Regions from separate parts of the Sus scrofa genome. Here region 2 is linked to region 1. A link is a contact called in public HiChIP or PLAC-seq data. All regions are on one chromosome and are shown on one strand. The core of a region is the stretch at or near the end of the contact, and the rest is flanking DNA. Distances in the headings are between cores, read along the strand shown. Region 1 overlaps DLC1 (rho GTPase-activating protein 7). Region 2 has its middle 34 kb from the start of DLC1.

Evidence for each region. HiChIP or PLAC-seq counts read pairs in DNA pulled down with a chosen protein or histone mark.
Region 2: a contact with region 1 is called in an H3K27ac HiChIP or PLAC-seq map of skeletal muscle. The contact joins two enhancer-like sites. A contact is called at or near these places in 10 of 47 Hi-C or Micro-C datasets (brain, embryonic fibroblasts, fetal heart ventricle and 4 more) and 1 of 2 datasets of contacts at active chromatin or transcription factors (skeletal muscle).

Annotation. Positions count from the first base shown.
Region 1 is chr17:1,550,434-1,556,398 of Sscrofa11.1, forward strand. The region is part of intron 1 of DLC1 (rho GTPase-activating protein 7); the gene reads right to left. Among named protein-coding and RNA genes, the nearest start is that of C17H8orf48, 57 kb to the right of the region's middle. Within about 2 kb of position 4,103, at least 1 of the 83 cell types and tissues checked has an H3K27ac peak or open chromatin away from gene starts, as enhancers often do.
Region 2 is chr17:1,668,358-1,674,677 of Sscrofa11.1, forward strand. No RefSeq gene overlaps it. Among named protein-coding and RNA genes, the nearest start is that of DLC1, 34 kb to the left of the region's middle. Within about 2 kb of position 1,729, at least 12 of the 83 cell types and tissues checked have an H3K27ac peak or open chromatin away from gene starts, as enhancers often do.

The sequences.
Region 1 (5,965 bases), core at 2,853-5,352:
TAACTTAAGAAATGCCACGTGGTATTACTGTGTAATTCCTAAGCCACATTTACATTTAAGCCGAGATTGAATTCTGGTTTTATTTCTTTTATGAAGAAGGAGAAAGAGTTTTATTAACCACTTGGGGAACAGATTACATAAGATTTTTCCCTTTAAGTCTTTACCATAATATTAATTAACCTATTGCACTCAACCTTTGGCAAGTAGGTATGTATTTTTTATAAGGTCAAAGGAAAACAATTCAACAAGGTCTGAGACAATCTAGCCGCACAGAGAGATTGTAAATTAGGTAGATTCAACAGACACAACTCTTCTGTTCTTACTTCTAATCTAGGTTCTTTGGACATTTCCAAATCATTCCCATGAATTTACACTGTCTTTATTTTGAAGATTTAAAATTTCCTAGCTCTCATTGTGACCGTCGCCATTACAGTTTGATGCTCATTTCACATCTTGTGGTCTGATAGATTGAAAAAAAATTATCTCAACAAGATTTCCTTTTCACACTTACTACTTAAACTCTGTAAGATTTACGGTTGAAATCTTCCTTCAGGATCAAGTTAAAAGAAGCACTGAATTATTGTTCATCACATCTGAGCATCTGAGTATATTGCCCTCATTTTCTGTCATCTGAATTGACTAGAATTTGTCCTGTAAGATTGACAAGTCTTTGTAAAAGACTTGACTTTTTTTGAGCCTTCTCACCAGGCTGCCTTATTGAAAATTGTATTTCTAACTATTTACTACTTATTTTGCAAACTTCTATTACTTTTTTTGTAATCATTTTTATGCAGTTTCATTCAGAATGAGCTCAACTGCTGAGGATTTGGATGAACGACCTGGAAAAGTGTAGGTCATTCCAGGGTGTTGATTTTATGAAGTGAATTTCCATGGGGATTTTTCACTTCTTAAATGCATGTGTTGAAACACTACTGCGTCAATATTATAAGACACTCTATGTACCTCCAATTACAGAATGATTCTGAAAAATATTTGTGAAATGTCTACATTTGCTTATTGTGATATTAGTGCATAGGATGTTTACACACAGAGGGATTTAAAATTTATTGTTTGGGTTAATTTTGTAACACAATTCTTTAACATAAACATTTTGTGGCATACAGTGTATATTTTAAAATTAATCAAAATTGATATTATTGTACTAAAAAAAAACAATTGAAGATCTTCTAGTGTGGCAATTCCTGACCTATTTCTTATATCAAGTGATAATGCTCTCCTTTGCACTTGCTCCTGAACATGCACCTTGTATTTTGACCTTACACTTGTCCTAAGGGAAGAAGAGCCTGATGGTAATCATTGTTGCTGATTCTATAGCTTGGGAGAATATTTCTATAGCAAATGAAGTACTTGTGGCTGAAATCAAGTGGGCGGTACCTTAGAACTGAGAGCAACACTGCCCACTCATAATCATTTACTCAACAAGTATTTGTTTAGTGCTAAATGAGATGCAGACACTCTGCTAAACATGGGGAATATAAACCGAAGTATGTATCATCTCATTTTATCCTTTCAGAACACAGATGATATATATAGATATGTGCACATATATATATACATATGTATAACTAAACACACACACATACACACACTCACACATGACTGACTCCTGAGTTATTTTTCAACACCTTCTCACAGATGCTGCATATTTAATAGAAGAGAAAATGAAGCCATAATAATTGTACTGCCTGTTTCTCTTTATTTTCCTAATTTCTTCTTAGGTGGCTGGAGTTATTTCTGATTTCCTTTCATTGGCATTTTTTTTTCTTTTTAGGGTCACACTGGCTAGGGGTCGAATGGGAGGTGCAGCTACAGCCCTATGCCACAGCTACTGCAATGCCAGATCTGAGCTGCATCTGCAACCTGCACCACAGCTCACAGCAATGCCAGATCCTTAATCCACTGAGCAAAGCCAGGGATTGAACCTGCATCCTCATGGATACTAGTCAGACTCATTATCATTGAGCAACAACAGGAACTCTTCCCTTCATGTCTTTCTTCTTAACTGCCCATCCCATATTAAATTTCTAGGTCATGTTCTTCTTCTACTACTGATTTAATGCTTACCTATGTGTAATAGCTACCACAAAGCATGTACTCAGTCACTGGGAGAAGGAAGAGAAGAATGAGGGAAATAATCTCCTTTTAATTAAACTGGGTTAAACTCTCTAACATGCACTCTTGCAGTAACAGAGAATCCAGCTGAACAAAGAAAAGGACATTTCTTCATTGGTCCACTTTGTTACCAACATGATAAGGGTCAAGTTGGTGAGATGGAGAGATGGGGAGCTTCAGCTTCCTAGGGGGATTTGATATTATAATGTATTTTGGACTATGCTCAGGGAGTCACCTTTGCATATATTAATTGCCACTCACTTACTGAATTGGACAATTAGAACAGAATCAACAACATATAAATAGACATGATCACAGCTTAACAGAGTCTCTCAAATGTGTATTCGCTAATGGCAAATTATATTTCCTAACAGTGAGCATTTGTGGAAATCAAAATTAAATTCATTTTCTTGATGGAGCTGTCAAAGAACAAATTGTCTAACCAAATAAATTGTGCACATTTGGGCATCTTCCACTAGCACCGACTCTTCAGTTATAACATGAGAGGAATGCTTTTCAATGTAAAATTGATGTCACATATTCAAGATTCTTAGAATCATCAATAAAGCCTAGGATTGATATGGTTATTCTTGATCACTTTATGTACATGCATGGACAAATAGCAAAAAATAAAAAATAAAAAAAGATAATACACTTTAAAAAGCATTTTTATGAGTCTAATCAAGGTAGCCAACTTTTAGTAAAAAACAATTAGCACTTTTTCTTTAACATGTTAGTGCTACTTAATTCAAATTCAACAGGGCTAGAATTAGGGAGTAGGAGAGAGAAACCTTTAATAACATGATGCAAGAATCTATCTCTGCATGATTTCATGCAGACTTCCTTTCTTTAGTGGCAATCTGTGTCTTAATCCTTCACAAAATCATTATCCATCTACTTTTACATACTTTGTCAAAGGTTGGAATTTACTCATTATGCCCCATTAGCTGTCTGTGGAGAAAAACAAACTCCTGCTAAAATCCTTTACTGGTAAATTGCTTAACGAAGCTTAAAATATGATATATGAAAAAGCTTCCAGGTCTTTAGGCTGTCTGGAAATTATCAAAAGGCTCAGTCAATTACAGAAAAAAAAACCCCATCTATAATGGACTGAGTCAGTGGAGTAAGTAGTACATCATTTTTTCCAAAAGACGCATCCAAGCCTTCATCATTTTTGGTCTTTAGAAGAAGAATGTAGAAGTAGGTACCCAATTAAAATATTCTTTAAATGTTTACCTATTTTTATGCAGATATATTAGTTTTACTGAGCTTAGAAAATTTTTTCTCCTTCTTAGCTCTCAAGAGTCAAATATGTTCCTGAAATTAAGTAAATCTGAACATTAACTCTGTCAATCCATTAAAAGTCAGCTCATCAGGAAAGGGTAAGGTGTTACAAAATTGCAAGTTATTATTTCTGAGGTGTCTTGTTTTTACCTCCACCTTTACGCTTTTTTTTTTTTTTTGCTATTTCTTTGGGCCGCTCCTGCGGCATATGGAGGTTCCCAGGCTAGGGGTCGCATCGGAGCTGTAGCTGCCAGCCTAAGCCAGAGCCACAGCAACGCAGGATCCGAGCCGCGTCTGCAACCTACACCACAGCTCACGGCAACGCCGGATCGTTAACCCACTGAGCAAGGGCAGGGACCGAACCCGCAACCTCATGGTTCCTAGTCGGATTCGTTAACCACTGCGCCACGACGGGAACTCCAGCTTCACGCTTTTTAATGTAGCCTCAGTAGTTTCTAACGCCCTTGAAGGGAGAAACCCAGATACTGGCAGTGTTTGATTTATCACTACTTCATAGTTCAGGTCAGCCAGGTTTGTAAATTCTTGGAACATTTTCTTAAATAATATGTAATTTGGAGAAATCTTGAAAACACGTTATGATATTTGCCTGATCACTAAGACCTTCCTGGGGATAATTTTCCAAGAGATCACAAAGTTAACACAATCTTAGGGAACAATAGTGAATCATGGATGTGGTAATTTCTAGATTTCTCTATTTCCATTGGGCTCTCATGTTTTATGTTTCTTAAGTACACAGTCTTCTCAATAACAGTGTTCCATCCTTTGCAGAACTCTTTGAGCATCTAGAACTACACTGTATCTTAGATATTTCTGTAAATAAATTCATTAATGAATAATAAATCATTTGGGTTTTTGACTTGATAGCTTTTCCCAGCAAATTCCCTGATAACCAAAGAAAAGTATTGCTTTTGCCCCAAATTTGTTTCACTTGGAATTTTTCATGCAATAGGAAATACCTTAGAGTTAAATTTGATGTCAAAAATTTTGTTGTCTTTTTTTTTTCTCCTGTAGCAAAGCAATAGCCTTATTATAGAAAGATACTTCTATTCCACAAGGGACATGAATTATAAAGCTTTATCGTCAGTGTGGTAAAATGTGGTTTAGCTTTAAGTGTCTTTCTATTTTTAGCTTTGCTATCATTTCTAAGAATACTCTAGCAGTAGACACAGTAATCACTAAATGTAAATAAGAGATAGGTCTACACCAGCACAGGTGCTCAGACAGCTAGGTGACAACAGGTTACAGAGATTTCAGTCATTCAATAAGTACAACTTTCACTGAAATCAGGAACATGAATTCATTGAGAATTTAGCTACTTTTGTTAGGTTAGTATCCTATCAGGGATTGATACCTCTCATATCAACTTTTGTCTTCTGTATTTAACATCTGTAATTCCCATCTTATTTTGTCATCTGCCTATGTAAATTTGAGTTTCTTTTTACTACCAAGTGTCCTCTATACCCAAGTAATAGTAGTACATTACAAACTTTTGATGACCATGGTTACAGTAATAGTAAAACCAAAAAAGCTCCCATTTATTTGGCATTTACTATGGATCAGGCCATGTATTTGCTGTTGTACTTACATCATCTCCTTCAATAATAATTATCACAAATACTTTATGAAGTGGGTACTAGCATTGTCCTAATTTAATAGGGATAAATTTTGGCAGGACTAAGTAACCAGCCCAATCTCTAACACCTATTGGTGAGCAGTGATTATTATCTCTGTTTTTAGTGAAGGCAAGATGTCTGTTAAAGAATCTTTTTTTCTTCCTGCTGATTTGCATTAGTTGCTTAGATTTTGTGTTCCATAGTTTTTTTCGCTTCTATAATGGGAATAATTAAAAATATACATAGAGAATAATATTGAGCTATATTAATAGTGAGCTGATAATATATGTAGAACACTAATCCATGATATATTGCGAGAACTCACTAGGTGTTAAATGATAATGACAATGACGTTGATGATGAGCATGATGATGGCAATGACTCCTTTAGTTCATGGCAGATCTTAGCTACAGAATCCATGGCTGAGTAAGAGCTATAGGGTCTGTCCTTTAGAGGCCCATGTTACTTTATAGATGAGTGATTTGACCACAATGAGAAATATCATGATTCTTTTTCTTGATTTGAGCTAAACTTTTTTTTTTTTTTAAAAACCAAGGATTTGTTTGTTATACTGTCTGCAACACAATTTACATGTACAAAAATCTCATCTGATGCTCAAAATGACATGGAGATATAAATATTTGCATTACCTTCCCAATTTTACCAATGAAAAACAGAAGCTCAAAGTAGGTATGGGGCATGCTTAAAATCACAGAGCATCCAATGGGAAAGATGCAAATCAGAGCTAGCTTTCTGTCTCTGTCCATGAGCTTTCTAGTACACCGCCCTGTTTAAATTGTGGAAAATTCGCTAGGGCTCTGCTCTCACTGGCCTTGTGTAACTTTTAATTTTGAACTATTTTTGGATACTTACACTTCCTTCTGGTTCTTAATGAACTTGTAATGTCATCTTAT
Region 2 (6,320 bases), core at 479-2,978, 120 kb after region 1:
TTTTTTTTTTTTTTTTTGCTTTTTAGGGCCACACTCATGGCATATGGAGGTTCCCAGGCTAGGGGTCTAATAGGAGCTACAGCTGCTGGCCTACGCCAGAGCCACAGCAATGCCAGATCTGAGTCGCATCTGCGACCTACACCACAGTTCACGGCAATGCAGGATCCTTAACCCACTGAGCAAGGCCAGGGATGGAACGCGTAACCTCTTGGTTTCTATTCGGATTCCTTTCCGATGCACCACAACAGGAACGCTGTTTTGTGTATTTCTTAAAGAAACATTAAAAAAAGTCTGCTACTGAATTTCCCTTTGTGGCGCAGCGGAAACGAATCCGACTAGAAACCATGAGGTTACAGGTTCCATCCCTGGCCTTGCTCAGTGGGTTAAGGATCCTGCATTGCTGTGAACTGTGGTGTAGGTCGCAGATGCGGCTCAGATCTGGCATTGCTGTGGCTCTGGCGTAGGCCAGCAGCTGTAGCTCCTATTAGACCCCTAGCCTGGGAACCTCCATATGCCCTGAGTGTGGCCCTAAAAAACAAACAAACAAACAAAAAGTCTGTTATTGCTAATTAGTAATAGAATTTCTGAAACATTAGATATGTTCAAACATTTTTAATTATGATACTGTTTTTCTTAATATATCTACCTAATATATCCATCTATAACTACTCAGTAAAAATGTGAATGTGATAAAAAGTATATCTGTATTCCAAATAGAAATGGTGCCATTACCTTGGAAGAAAAAAAGCAATAGATTTAGAATTGAAAAAGAAAAACACTGGGATAATTTCCTGGAGTGTGCCTCAGTTGATAATTATTTATCTTATTTGTATGTTCTTTCTTATTGCTAGGCAATTGGGATATTTATACAACTACATCATAGCTTTTTATTATTATGTGCTGGAAACTTTGATAATAAAATGAGAGCTCATCTTGCTTGCTAAACTCAACTGAGAACAACTTTAGTAAAAAAAAAAAAAAATTGGAAGAATTAAGGAAGCAACCAGCCAAACACTAATAAAAATCAGATGCACTATAAACTGCACAAGATCTGAATATAATCTGTTCTTTGTTAACATCAAATAACTATTCAGTAGCTTGAGATTTCAATTCACTATATATCAGGGATATTCAAAAGTTGTTAGTGATGAATCACATAGCAAAGTAAATTAAGGCTACTAATCGATTATGTTTTATATATTGCCATTTCTTGATGTCAGGTTATCCATTCACTTCTGGATGATTTTTAATTGAAATAAACTTGTATTAAGGTTAAAAAATATGATCTTTATTATTCAAGATTATTTGTAGCAATATGTTCATATGGTTGGCACTTTTTACATTCCAGAGCATTAATATTGCACAAACTGAATTGGCATGCACTTATTTCTTGGCCAATAATAACTTCCATGGCATGTGACTATGAAGGCATGAACCTGAAAGCGATCCAAGAACTTTCACATCTCTGAGGGACCATGGAAAGGAACAAGCAGACTCTGACCAGAGCTATTTACTTTTTTAAAAAAGTAGATATTTATTAAATGTTTACTTGGATCCAGTTTCTGCACATTTAAAACATGCCCTGGAATCAGGATGATATACTTTGACATTGATTTTGGTTACTTTGCCCTGGGAAGGTGCTATAAAATCCAGAATCCTTGGGTTGATTTCTTCTATTTTGACGTCCTTGTTTTTCCCTCTGACCTGTCACACAATTTCCATTTTTGATCTACATAATTATGCAATTCTCAAATAATGTTCTTAATGGCCAACTGCAAGAGAGAGAGCACCCAGTATTTAGGCAAGGGTACTTTCTGATTAAGTTATCCTTTAATTGATCACCCCATGTTTACTCTAACCCACTTTATTACATTGGAGATAATTGTATATGACCTCCAAATTCTCAAATGTCACATAACGATCTGGTGATGGCTGGGACATGGAGACGGGGATGGCATACTCTAGGAGGCTGGCCTTGACCAATATTTATTAACTGCTTTCTGTGCCTCTTTCAGTTAAGATGTATCAAGTTCACAATTTTTGCATGTTGCAGGGAAGCGCAATTTGGAATAATATCCATTAGAGTCAATTGCTGTGGAATATGTTGCCTTCCCCACATAGTTACACACTAGGAACTTTCAAATCACAAAACATATAGGCGAAAACATATGGAGAACTGGGAAAGGAGAAGGAAGAGGAGGGGGAGAGAAAAGGATATATGTGGATGATGATGATCTCCCTTAACTTATCAAACATGGTAAAGCAGCCATCTGAGAGTGCATTTCATTTCTGAAATCCTTAGAAAATATCCTTAGACGTCAACCCTTTACTTGAAGATCAAGCTGTTCTTTCTCACACTATTTTTTTCCATGCATGATATGCATGATTGTAACTTAGAATATGCTGCAAGTATTTGGGTTAATGGAGAGGTGCTCCCAAAGCCCCTGGACTTAATTTTTAAAACATTTAAAACCTAATTTTTAAAAGGTTAAATTACTGCTCCTACAGGGCATCTTTTTCCAGGCACCCTCTTAGATGGTTGCTGGATTTCCATGGGTGTTGAGGAAGGGCATGGTCACTGGCTTTGCCAAGGCCCTTGGAGATCTGCAGTCAGGCACCCTTCCTGGTGGAAACCAAGCTGGTCACCAACTCCTGTACATCCCTAACACTTTATGTACTTGGGAGATCTTATTATGACTTATTATGCTATTCTTAAAATGTCTTTTTCTCTTGGTAATTAATGCAAACTTTTGAAATGTCCTTGAATAATTATTTTTTAAGACTTGTAAACATAGGGAATTCCTGGGAAACTACAGCGTTGTTTAATTTTGGCAAAGATGGACTAGAATGTGACCTTTTAACCAAGTAATGGATTTGAATTTCATTTCATTTTGAACTGGTATGAGGTACAGGAGGTAATTGCCATCTCATCATTTTAAAAGGTGTTACTAAAAATCTTACTTGGACACAGGAAGCTAGATTACACTTCTCTATTGAGCCAGTTGATTGAACTTTATCAGGCAAACTCACAAACTCCAGTTTGAAAAGTGAGTGAAAGAAAAACCCCAAATGAAACAGTCAACTAATCTGTTCCTTGGTTTCCAAAATATCTTGTATCTTCCATAATTTTTAAAAAACATGTTATTGATCTGATTATTTTTGGTAGACTAGAAAATAAATTTTAACAGAGCAGTAGAACTTTTTTCAACCACGGTAGTTCTTTTCTCTGTTTTTTAATTGTAAAAATTAAATCATACTATAAAAAGCTCAATTATCCATAATGACAGAAATCTAACAAGGCTATTCCAATTTTTCCTATTCTTTGCTTATCTTTGGCAGGAGCTTTTAGTGGGCACAGAAACATGCCTTAAGTCCTTTTTAGGCTGATATGACAAAAGGAATTCAAAAAGGGAAATCAAGAGAAAAAAAAGAGTGAAAAGATTGCTGTTTCCAGCAGGGCAATCTTCCCAAAAGTAATTCCTTTTGGCCCCAAATAAAAGGGACTAGATAAGCAATTCCTCCCACCATCCTGGGAAAAGTGCAGAGCGTGCTGATTTTGCAATCCACTCAGAAAGGACTGTGGGAATTATGATACTTGAAATGTGGTCAAGGTGAGACTGTGAAGGGTCATCCATTTATTCATTCATTCCTTCACTGATGCAAACTTTTACTGAGAACCTACTATGTGGTGTACTTTGTCCTATGTACTAGTAAGTTAGAGGTGAATAAAATACTGTTTCTGGCCATGCAAAGTTAATAGTTATTTGGAAGATGTTGAAATGTGCAAACAGATAAATAACAAAACAACATGGTGACTAGAGATTACCATACTAGTGAAGTAAGTCAGAAAGAGAAAGACAAATACCATATATCACTTATGTACGGAATCAAAGATATAGCACAAATGAACCTATTTACAAAATAGAAACAGACTCATAGACATAGGAAACAGACTTGTGTGTGCCGAGGGGGTGGGAAGAGGGAGTGAGATGGACTGGGAGGTTGGGGTTAGTAGATGTAAACTATTACATTTAGAATGGATTAGCACTGAGGTCCTACTGTACAGCACAGGCAACTATATCCAGTCTCTTGGGATAGACCATGATGGAAGATAATATAAGAAAAGGAATGTGTGTGTAAATGCTATATGACTGGGTCACTTTGCTATATAGCAGAAATTGGCACAACATCGTAAATTAACTATACTTTAAAGAAGTAAAAGCAAACAAACAGAAAAAAAACCCAACATGGTGAGATTGTAACACAAGTATCAATAAGCTTGGTGGGAACAAGGGGTATGGACAACTCAGTTTGATTATGAAACTTGGGAAATTCAACAGAAAAAAAGCCTATAGCTGGCTCCTGAAGAATGAATGAAGGTGGCACAGGTAAAATGATGAAGTTATTCAGGTGGATTAGTTCTTGGGTAGGAACTTGGCAGGGCTCACAATGAAAATGAGAAAGAGACATAAAAACAGCTACCATTTACTTTCTAATGTATCAGACCCTGGGCATACTGCTTTATATGCGTTAACTCGTTAATTTTCACTACAACTTCCTCATGTTAGATATTATTATCCTTATTTTACTAGTAGGGAAAACAAACTCAGAAAAGTTAACTAACTAGCTCAAGGTCAAAAAAGATTCAGAAACACATTTGTTTGGTACTCTGGGACCAAGGAACTCATACAGTCCAGCTCTGCAGTTTTTAGACTATTAGAAAACTTAAAATCTGTCTTGGGTAGCCAAAGTGAAATACAACCTTGAGGATGGACATATAGCTTTCTTTGAAAAGAAGAGAACACAACACACAAAACCCACTCAGAGCTGGGTGAGTCCAAGAGTGGTCAAGTCAATGACTGAGAATTCATTGAGGTCAGGTGCACTATTCACAGATGGTCAGTGTGGGCTCAGAGTGAGCCTTCCACTTTGCAATTTCCGGTTAGGTCCAATCTACATTGTTTTTCATTCCACTAAGAGACAAGTTATATAGACAGAGGTCATGTACTTGGCACTTCAATTCAATAGGATTTGCTTATAGCTCTACTGTAAATAGAGCCTAGTAGTGCCCAAGATTATAATTTTAATGAGACATTGCCCTCTAGAGGTAATCTAGAGAGCTGATCTGGCATTGCCGTAGCAAGATTTAAACATTTCAAATTCAGATGCTAACGTGAAGTAAATTGAACCCATATACTTTAAGAACATTATGGTACACCAGACAAATTGCCTGTAGATACTGCTCATTGGTTTTTCAATTCACTGTTCAGCATTAAGTATTTTTAATAATATTTAAAATAAATTGTTTCATTTTTAAAAATTATTCATTCTCTGACTTGTGTTGTTTTCCCCAAGATTAGTACTCTACATATTTAGGACAATCAATTTTGTATTTGTAAAGCAAAGGCAAATCTTTATAGACCATTTTTCAATTACCCACTTGTTGACTGTGTTACAAAAATTGTTTAAGAGGTTGTAGGAACATACTTCTTTTTGAAAGACAGCTATGCTAAATGGCAAGTCACAGGCCAATTTATTTACCATGGAGTTGTGTGGAAACACTGGATATTTCTCATGGGGGGAAAGGAATACAATCTTGATGTTATACAAAGGGTGTGGGATAGGCACTAAATGAGAACTAGGTTTTTATTTAATATCAAATCTAGTATTTGACCATGTTTTTTCCTGAAATGTTTTTCTTCTTTTTCTCACTGATTTAAGGCTAAAATTAGATTTTCTTTTCTTGCTTTATATATTGCTTTTCTAGAACCTTGGCCCCAAGCAACTCGAGATCCTACTCCACACTTTCCTTTTCCTTCACCTTAGTAATCTTGAGCTTCTCATTGTTCTATCCTATTCCCTAACATCTCAAGGCGATTCTTTTTTTTTTTTTTCTCATAATGGAAATAGTCTATTTTTTAATTTTTTAAAATGATCTTTATATTTTCCATCATAGCTGGTTTAGTGTTCTGTCAGTTTTATACTATACAAGAAGGTGACCCAGCCACACATACATATATACATTCTTTTTCTAACATTATAATGCTCCGTCATAAGTGACGAGGTATAGTTCCCAGTGCTAGTCTTGAAGAATGATTTTTACACGGAAGAGGATTGTGCGGAAGGAAAGATCCAACACTTGAGTGATGACCCCCAGTTGACTCTGATTAGTTCCATCTCCATCTAACAAGTTGATATGATAACCAGGGAGCTAAAATTCATTCGGTCGTCACTAGTTCATTCCTTCATCCATACATCCATTTACTCACACAGCACTCATGTGTTCAGCATCTATTACGTGCCAGACGTTATCTAAGTTG